Linked DNA regions of Lactuca sativa: region 1 is linked to region 2. The links are chromatin contacts, called in public Hi-C maps. All regions are on one chromosome and are shown on one strand. Each heading gives the region's core, a stretch centred on a gene start, on an enhancer-like site or on the middle of the called end of the contact. The rest is flanking DNA. Distances are from core to core; before and after follow the strand shown. Region 1 holds the start of LOC111889062 (protein indeterminate-domain 7). Region 2 holds the start of LOC111889065 (putative hydrolase C777.06c).

Region 1 (4,806 bases), core at 2,142-4,641, 400 kb after region 2:
GGGGTGTTACAGTGGCGATGGCGGCGAGTGTTGGTGGGTCGTGGTAGAGGTGTCGCTAGTAGAAGTGGGTAGTAGTGGTGGTGGATGTAGTAGTGGTGAGTTGTGGCATTTTTGGTGGTAGGAACGGTGGCGGTGGTGGTCGTGGAAGTGATTGATGTTGGGGGTGGTAGTGGAGTTGGTAGAGGTAGGGTCTTGGTGTATATCTAGTATGTGGAGGTGATGGTTGAGGTGTAGTCGGTGGGTGGTGGCGGTGACGGTAGTTGATGGTGGTTATAGTGGACTTCGTAGCAGTTATGGAAGGCGATGGTGGCAGGGGTTTGGATGGATTGGTTCGATCTTATGCAATCAAGTGAATCCAAATTGATTTCGGTTTTCAAAACATGGATTCGAATGATCCAAACTAAATTCAAATCCAATCCGATCTGGTCGAATTACAATTCAGTTGGATCGATTTTTATAATTTGGTTTTGAAAAGCCGAAACATTTTAAAATGACATATAATTATAATATTACCCAATTTTACAAAAGAAGCAAAAACAAATTATTTTGTTGTAATTTAAAATTTATAAACAACTAGTAATAAGTAATATTATAGTTTTATATATTGTAGATAAAAAAAACTATCGAGAGAAAATGGATATTAATGTTTTCTATTAGGTGACATTTTTTGAACCTATTTAAAAAAATAAATTACAAAATTAATAAATAAGTATAGATATATTAAATAAATAATAAATTTTTATTTGACTTTTTTTTATTATTCGGTTTTATTTTATAAACCAAAACTAATCCAAAATAATTATTCAGTTTTGTTTAAAATCAATCCAAAAGCCCGAATATTCGAACCAAAAAATTAAATTCAAATTGTCTAACTGAACAATTTGTTTTTATCCAAATAGTGAACAACCCTAACAAGGATGATAGTGGAGGTGGCGACCGTAATGATGGGTTGTAGTAGAGGTAATGATGGTGGTTGTGGAGGTGAAGATGGTGGCTATGGTGATGGTAGTGGTAGCAGCGATAGTGACAAATGGTGGCGGTGAAGATGATGATGGTATAAAAAATGATATTATGGTAATCTTGAACTTTTCCTCATAAAAAAAAAAATTTAATTCCATACTTTTTTTTATAGAATGGACTTTGCTGGAAAGTGCATCTCATTTAGGAATTCAATTCCTTAGCAAATCTTGAATTAAACATGATCTTATTTAGGAATTCAATTTCTTAGCAAATCTTGAATTAAACATGAGAATATGATGGAATTCATAAATGTAAAATGAAAGTTTCATTTGTTAATAATAATGAAAATGACAATATTTTTTTTAGTAATATGAATGGAAATGGTAGGTTATTTGAACCACATATCCTTTCTAATAAATGAAATTAATTTTGCCACATGTCACTCTCTTATTAATTTGGACACATATCATTTTTTGGTATTTTTGATTAAATGTTTTTTTTTCATTTGTCATTTTCTTATATTTTTATATTTTCTTAATAAACATATCATATTTAAACCTCAATTAATAATTGTCATAATTGAAAATAATCAATAACTTACAATATTAATACTCATGTATTATTTAATATGTTTCCTTTTAAATTTTAAATCTAAAACTTCAAAGTTAAATAAATTTTTGTTTAAACTTTAATATTTAATTTTTGTTTTATCAAACCCGTATAAAATACGGGTTTCACACCTAGTTACTATAATGTAATGAAAACCACATTTGATTATAAACTAAAGTGTAATACTAAATTAATGCAACCACACTTAATTAAAATGAATATCAAAGTATATATAAACATTGACCTAAATTAACAACATAACAACGATACATAATAGTAGGTGGACTTCATTGTTTTAGTAATATTACCAAACACATTGTTTACAACACCCAACTTACAAAACAGGTAATCAAATAAAGAAAACATGAGGATTAAAATGACCCAAATAGATATAAAAAAATATCCATTTTCCCTCAACATATTATTTACAACTAATCTAAATCAAAACCCTTCTGAAGGCTTTACACAAACTTATACCCACTATCCCATCTTTTGTAAGTATTTTCTTATAAAACCAATTGCCCATATAATCCTTGGGTCTTAGTTTAGGTAATTGATAACAACACATGCATGTGTAAAAAGGATGCTTGAGATTTCCAAAACCTTCAAGTATAATAACTTCTTTCTAAATTTGTTTTGAATGCAATATAGTCATTTCCCATAATCATATAGGTTTTGGGTATGTGGTTTCCTTCTACATTACAATGTATTTTGAAATCACAAATTTCATATAAAAATGATATTGCCAGATGGCATGATATTTTCATCAATCTCACACTTCAAAATAAGCTTCATTATTTTCCATGTCATTATGGTATGAACTATCCATTTCCATACCTTCAACTATTCGTACATTTTGACTAGTTAATTATTAATCGAGATAAATGGATCATAATGAATGACATATGTTGACAAAAATGACACAATGTCGATAATTAGAAACGATTGTAAACGTTGGTAATGAAGATGAACCTTTTTTGATTAGCACCAACATTTGTAGAAAACCTAATTTAGCCCAATACTTACGATTAAACCCCTCTCTAATCTTTCCCTCCATGTAATTGGAGGCTTTAAATGAAAGAATCCACGTAATAGAGTTTCATTTACCAGATATAACCGACCGACAAGTAATCATAATTGACAAAATTCCGTAACAGCAATGGCCTTAGTGCAAAATTTTAAAGTTACGACGAAAAATTAAAAGAATACATATAATATTAGTTGATTTTGTGTCATTTTCCCTAATATAAAACCCACTATACTAACTTATAAAACTATGGTATTTAATTAATTATACGGTAATTACAAGGTTGTAAATAACGTTAGGAGTGAGTTAACGACAATGCAAAGCCTTAAGCTTTTTCGAGCCTTATCAACAAATTCGTTTGTGAAGCGTGACTTAATGCGATAATTTTATATATAATTAATATATATGTATATTCTATTATTACTTATTTTTATATATACCACATTTTGTTAAATCTTGATAGCAAATATAAACCTTAGAGTCCTGACTTACCGTAATTTAAAACCTTTGGTAATTATATAAACTAAACATCTAAAACATTAAATATATAGTAAATGAAAGGAAAAGATGTGAAGAATATGGGTAAAGTACTTGGCAAGAAAAACTTGAAACTTTTATTCTCAAAAGATATAATTACTACAGTAATATGCAAAAAGAAAAAAGAAAAGAGAGATTGGGAAACAGAAGAGAGAAAAAGACAGAAAGCAATAGTACCCTAAGTCACACATCAACCCTAACCCCCCCCCCCCCCCCCCAACCCCCACCCCCACCCCTCCCTTCTTCTTCTCTCTCTCTTACACACTCATCTTTTTAGCTCCGGCTCTTCTTTTTTTCATCCACACCTCTCTCTTTCTATCTCTACCAATAATCAAGAACGCACACACCAGTTTGTGTTTGTGTGTGTGATTGAGCAACAAAGCATGAACTGATGATATAATACTTAGAAGGTCTGCTTCAGTTTCTTCCAGAAACCCAAACATTGTCTGTTGGGTTAATGCCAAATTAAAGAAAACACCATATGGAGCAGTTGAGATTTCAAGAAGTAAACTATAGTTCAAACAAAAACTAACCTTTTTCTTGATTCCACTTCTTCTTTATTAGCTTCTTTCCAAGTTTAATTCTTCTTTTGTCTTCTTCATCTTTGCCTTTTAAGTTTTCATGATGATGCAACATACATAGATACACTCATATTATATATATAAATACACTTACACATATCGACACCTAGAGAGAGAGAGAAAGAGAGAGTGAGTGAGAGACAAGATGATGATGAAACAGCAGAAGGTGATTTTGGAAGATAATTTGAGTTCTGCATCGAGTGATCTTTATGCAAATACTGTTAATTCTTGTTCAGAGAATAAAGGTCAAGAAAATGGAAGCAATTATCATCCAAATCAACAGCAGTACTTTGCACATCCACCTCCAAGTCAAAGTCAACCACTACTCAAGAAAAAAAGAAGTCTTCCAGGCAACCCAGGTTCAATATCTCTTAAATCTTAAACAAATTTTCATGAGTTTCTCCATTTTCATAAAAAAAAATGGTTGCTTTTCAAAATTTCCATTAATTTGAAAGGAAAGGTACAAGTTTGGTAACAGTGATGTAGTCAACGAGGGACTATCAGTTGACCTTGGTTCAAAATCTCTTAAATCTTTAATCTTTTTCAATGACTCTCATAAATAAATTGTGGGTTTCAATAGTTAATTACTTCAAAATTAATGAAACTCATTTGATTTTTTTTACAACAATTAAGAAAATCAGGAACGGGAATGTATGATATCGATTATATATGTTATTTCATGTTGTAGATCCAGAAGCAGAAGTGATATCTTTATCACCGAAGACATTAATGGCGACGAATCGATTTGTGTGCGAGATATGTAACAAAGGGTTTCAAAGAGATCAGAATCTACAACTTCACAGAAGAGGACACAATCTGCCATGGAAGTTGAAGCAGAGGAACAAGAATGAAGTTGTGAGGAAGAAAGTGTATGTGTGTCCAGAAGTGAATTGTGTGCACCATGAACCATCTAGGGCTCTAGGCGATTTGACTGGGATCAAGAAACACTTTAGCAGAAAACATGGTGAAAAGAAGTGGAAATGTGATAAATGTTCAAAGAGGTACGCAGTTCAATCCGATTGGAAAGCTCATTCCAAGACTTGTGGCACCAGAGAGTACAGATGCGACTGTGGTACCCTTTTTTCTAGGTAA
Region 2 (4,804 bases), core at 1,145-3,644:
AGGGAAAGTATAGAGGTAGATGTCATCCATCACATTAAGGTTGGTTGGTGAAACTAAATTTGACTTACTTTCCTTTTGTTTGCCTCCTTACAAGTTATCGTTTGACACATGTCGGATGTCATCTATATAACATAGTCGCTCTGACCCTTATAGATGCATGGTTTTTAAACTCTATCCAATATCTCTCCCTATCCCATTTTAATGAGATTCTTTGTTGTTATTCTCTAGTAAATATAATATTTAATACTAAAGAGCTTGTAGCCCAATGATATTAAAGGCGTGTTTGGCAAAAATAGTTGTTAGCTGAAAGCGGGTAGCTGGTAGCGTGTAGCGGGTAGCTGTAACTTTTAATTGTTTAATGAGTGTTTGGTAAAAGTAGCTGGTAGCTTTTGAAATATATAAAATTACATAAAAGGACAATTGATTAAAAATAAATAAATATATAAATATATTTTTAAAGGTAATTATGAAAATTGATTTCAAAAACTCAGTAGCGTTTTGTTAAACGCTACATGAATTAACTTTTAGATTTGTAGCGTTTTGTTTAAACTAAAAGTTAAACGTTCGTACTGCCAAACGAAACTTTTTGTTTAAACTATAGCGTTTTGTCAAAAGTTAAAAGCTAGAAGCTCTCAAATGTTTTTAAAAGCTCCGGGCCAAACACACCCTAAGTGTTGCCTTTATTCTTGAGGTTGATGGTTCAAATCTTGTTTGAGACATACGTGGAATTCAAAATTAGTTGAAGATTAAATTAAATTTGCCGTTAAAAATAATAATAAAAAAATAAAACATTTAATAACTTTTCATTTAGCAAAACCAACGAAAAGTTTAAAAGTTAGTGATATCAACTATAAATATATATAGTTGAAGGACTATTTTATAACTTATCTCAACGGAATAATAAAGACCGCGTGTGAGCTTCTATATACATCGGCCTTCTTTGATACTCGCCGTCGCTTCTCGAGAGAAAAAGAAAGAGGGAGACAGAGATGTCGTACTTGCTACCGCACTTGCATTCCGGCTGGGCCGTCGATCAGGCGATCCTCGCCGAGGAAGAACGTCTCGTGGTTATTCGGTTCGGCCATGATTGGGACGAAACTTGTATGCAGGTAAAACCCTAGTTTCACCTATCTCTATCGCTAATTCAAATACTGTTTTCTCTGTTTATTACATCTTCCTATCATTCCATCGGATTACGATTCAATTCAATCGAAATTTTAACTGGTTACATATAAATTTCAATATCCCAAGTTCCAAATTTTGAAATTGGGGATATTTGTCACTTAGGTTAATATTTACTCAATCTGTATATAATACTGAATCATCTTGTTGTGGGATCTGTAGATGGATGAAGTGCTTGCTTCAGTTGCAGAGACAATAAAGAACTTTGCTGTGATCTACTTGGTGGACATCACTGAGGTACCTGACTTCAATACAATGTATGAGCTATACGATCCATCTACTGTGATGTTCTTCTTCAGGAACAAGCATATTATGATTGATCTTGGAACTGGTAACAACAATAAGATCAATTGGGCCATGAAAGACAAGCAAGAGTTCATAGACATTGTTGAAACTGTGTATCGTGGGGCTAGGAAGGGACGCGGTTTGGTGATTGCTCCTAAAGATTACTCCACCAAGTATCGTTACTAGAGTGGTGATGATTTTAACCATGTTTGTATGGATAACATTAAAGTTTAAACTGGTTGATTTCATGTGGTTGTGAACTTATTTGAAATTATGTTTGAAGTCTAATAAATTTGTATATCTAGTTGCTTAATTTATGTTGTTGGGATGATTATGATTTGTGTGGGTGATGGGTTATTTTCTTTTTTACAAAACGTTATTGGTTCTAAAAAAAATTACTATCAAAAGGTAACTTTGTGTTTATAAAATACTTTTATTTTAATGGTATTTTGTGTAAAATAGTATATTGTGAATGACAATAAATAGTTCAGTACTCAGTATTGATACTTGTAGAAAAACAAATTGTTTGCTTATTCATCTATAATCACGTCCCATTTAGAGGCGGATAAAAACCCAATCAAACGCTCTGTGAATCTGCTTGATTCAAAGCCAACTTTTTAATGGAACCATTAAGAGGTGAAACAAATACCCTTTAAATTGATGAAATGGAAAATTATTAGATAAAATTATTTTAGTAACAGTTTTTAAAATAATGTTTACTACACCAACATCCAATGCAATTTCTAAGGAAATCTTTCTTTATAGGATTTTAACGTGTTCAAAATTCAAATCATCCATCTCTGTTTCAAGTTTCAACACTAGTAGTATCCATAATAAGGCTTGGATTTGGAGCTTTTACATAAGCTCAGGGGTGAAACTGAAAATTTGCATAAACAGAAAATATCTTTGACCTTTTAGTAATAACCGAAGGTTTTTCTTGGGCAAAGGGTTCTACGATCTACAGAACAAGAGCGTTTTCGGGTCCCAATGATCTTAATGCAAGGAGCAGTTCGTCCTTCTCCTTCTTCTCTGACCCGTTTCGCTCGTTTGACCCGACATCTATCTTCCTCAAACACTAAACGTTCCTCAATTCCAGTTTACAGCTATGGGAGCTCTCGCTCTCGTCTTCAATCTAATCGCATTTATTCAGATGCTTCCCTGCAGTCGAATTCAAGTAAGATATTGATAAGCTTTCGTTTCCGTTGATTTCCATTTACTTGTAGTGATCCCCGAATTGGTTACATGTGTTTGATTTCTCGCTTTTCACCATTGGTTAGATTAAAAACTTGAAATGATTTCTACCAATATAATGTTTACGTGTATATATGTGTGAAATGTTATTATATCTATATATAGCGGATGACGATGGAATTGAGATGCCATAAATTCGAAAAGAATCATGGATGGGATGCTTTAGAACTTCAATTTTAATATCATTTGAACTTGTTTTCCAGTTTCATCTTGTAATTCATCTCTCTAAAACCTACGCTAGGGTTTTGTTTTGAGTAGTAGGACCTAAAACTATTCAAATTATTGCAGGTGTACAGAAAGGAGAGAAGATAACTCTTGAGCAACCAGAAATCATATTCATGGGGACAGGAACCAGTGAAGGAGTCCCACGAGTGAGCTGCCTTACTCACCCCTTAAAGAAATGCCCGGTAACCATCAAACTGAGTCAACTCATTTTGTAACAACAAGCAAATATTTGAAGCTTGTAGATGTGTTTTTGTAGCTTTTCTTTCCAATGTGCATATCTCAATGGCTTTTTTCAGGTTTGCTCAAAAGCTGTAGTACGTGGAAATAAGAATAAGAGACTCAATACAAGCCTCCTTATTCGTTATCCTAAACCCTCTGGCATATCTAACATTCTTATAGATGCTGGCAAGTATGTAAAACATGCTTTCATCACTGATTTCATCTATATGCTCTTTTCAGATAATTTGAAAAAAGAAAAAAAAATTTCAATCAAGTTATAGGTAAAATATCGAATCTTTGGTCCTAAAATGAAATGTAGTTGCATATTTTGTATAAAAGATCAGTTTGTTGTATAGATTGGAAAATTGGCAAAACTTTGTTGCATAAACACACATTTAACTTGATTGTTTTTGGTCTGATTCATAATGAATCAAAATCAGATATCAGTTAACTAGGTTCTAAAAGTTAGGGATCGATAGTAATTTTATATAATTATTTGAATAATCAGTTTTATTTCATGTTTCTTCAAATGTGATTATTTAGACCCTAAATAATCAAAATCATTGGAAGTATCAATCACTGGGAGAATCAAATAATAATTTTTATTTTTCATCTCACAGATTTTTCTACCAAAGTGCTCTTCGATGGTTCCCTACTTATGGGTAAGATTTATTTTTCTCATTTTCTCTTATATATTTCTACCACAAAAATAACAAACCCTGTGTTTATTTTGTCAGAATAAGATCACTAGATGCTGTTATTATTACTCATTCTCATGCTGATGCAATTGGAGGTCTCTAGTCTTTAATTTCCCATTTCATTTCAATCATAATAGTAACAATTACTCAATTATTCATTTATTATTTTTTTTCTTTAGGTTTAGACGATCTTCGTGACTGGACAAACAATGTCCAGCCATATATTCCAATTTATGTAGCCAAGCGTGATTTTGAGGTTCAAAAATGTTTAAATTTCAGCGAACCAATTTTTTTTTAATTTTATGTTATGATATCGCTAACTGAATTTGTAGATTTTTTAAATTGATTTCAGGTGATGAAAAAAACACATTACTATTTATTAGACAAAAGCGTGATCATACCAGGAGCTGCTGTCTCTGAGTTGCAATTTGATATTATAGATGAAAACCCTTTCACTGTACATGACATTAAGGTTAGAATTTGTGTTTTTGATATATTTTTTTAAAGGGTTAAATTCGTATTTATTCAAAAATATTTTATCTCGTTTCACAATTTGTGTATTGTGCTATCAGTTCACTCCTCTTCCAGTGTGGCATGGTAGTAATTATCGTTCTTTAGGTTTCCGCTTTGGCAACATTTGTTACATTAGGTAATAATCTTAAATTATTTCTCTATAACATATACTATATATATACAAAATTTTATATATAACATTTGAGGTAAATAGTTTGTGACTGTGACTGTGATTGTGACTGATGCAATATTTCATTTGTGACAGTGATGTCAGTGCAATACCCGATGCGACTTACCCCCTTTTAAAAGATTGTGAAATACTTATAATGGTAATCATTCACATACATAAAACATCAAATCTCACTTTTAAAATTTTGATTTCTAATAATATATATATATTATGTCCATGTGTTTTCACTTTTCAGGATGCA

The links. A called contact is a pair of places that touch in the nucleus more often than the background predicts.
Region 1: a contact with region 2 is called in a Hi-C map of leaf, with 6 times the contacts expected there. The contact joins the promoter of LOC111889062 here to the promoter of LOC111889065 in region 2. A contact is called at or near these places in 2 of 4 Hi-C or Micro-C datasets (both in leaf).

The regions. Positions count from the first base shown.
Region 1 is chr4:168,265,631-168,270,436 of Lsat_Salinas_v11, forward strand. LOC111889062 (protein indeterminate-domain 7) reads left to right here and starts at 3,392. Exons shown (of 3, transcript XM_023885198.2): 1 at 3,392-4,073; 2 at 4,403-4,802. The coding sequence starts at 3,860.
Region 2 is chr4:167,865,102-167,869,905 of Lsat_Salinas_v11, forward strand. LOC111889065 (putative hydrolase C777.06c) reads left to right here and starts at 2,395. Exons shown (of 12, transcript XM_023885200.3): 1 at 2,395-2,641; 2 at 3,007-3,125; 3 at 3,240-3,352; 4 at 3,783-3,824; 5 at 3,900-3,955; 6 at 4,040-4,116; 7 at 4,213-4,332; 8 at 4,433-4,509; 9 at 4,639-4,702; 10 at 4,799-4,804. The coding sequence starts at 2,455. LOC111889063 (thioredoxin-like protein YLS8) reads left to right here and starts at 911. Exons shown (of 2, transcript XM_023885199.3): 1 at 911-1,109; 2 at 1,345-1,780. The coding sequence starts at 990. The coding sequence ends at 1,653.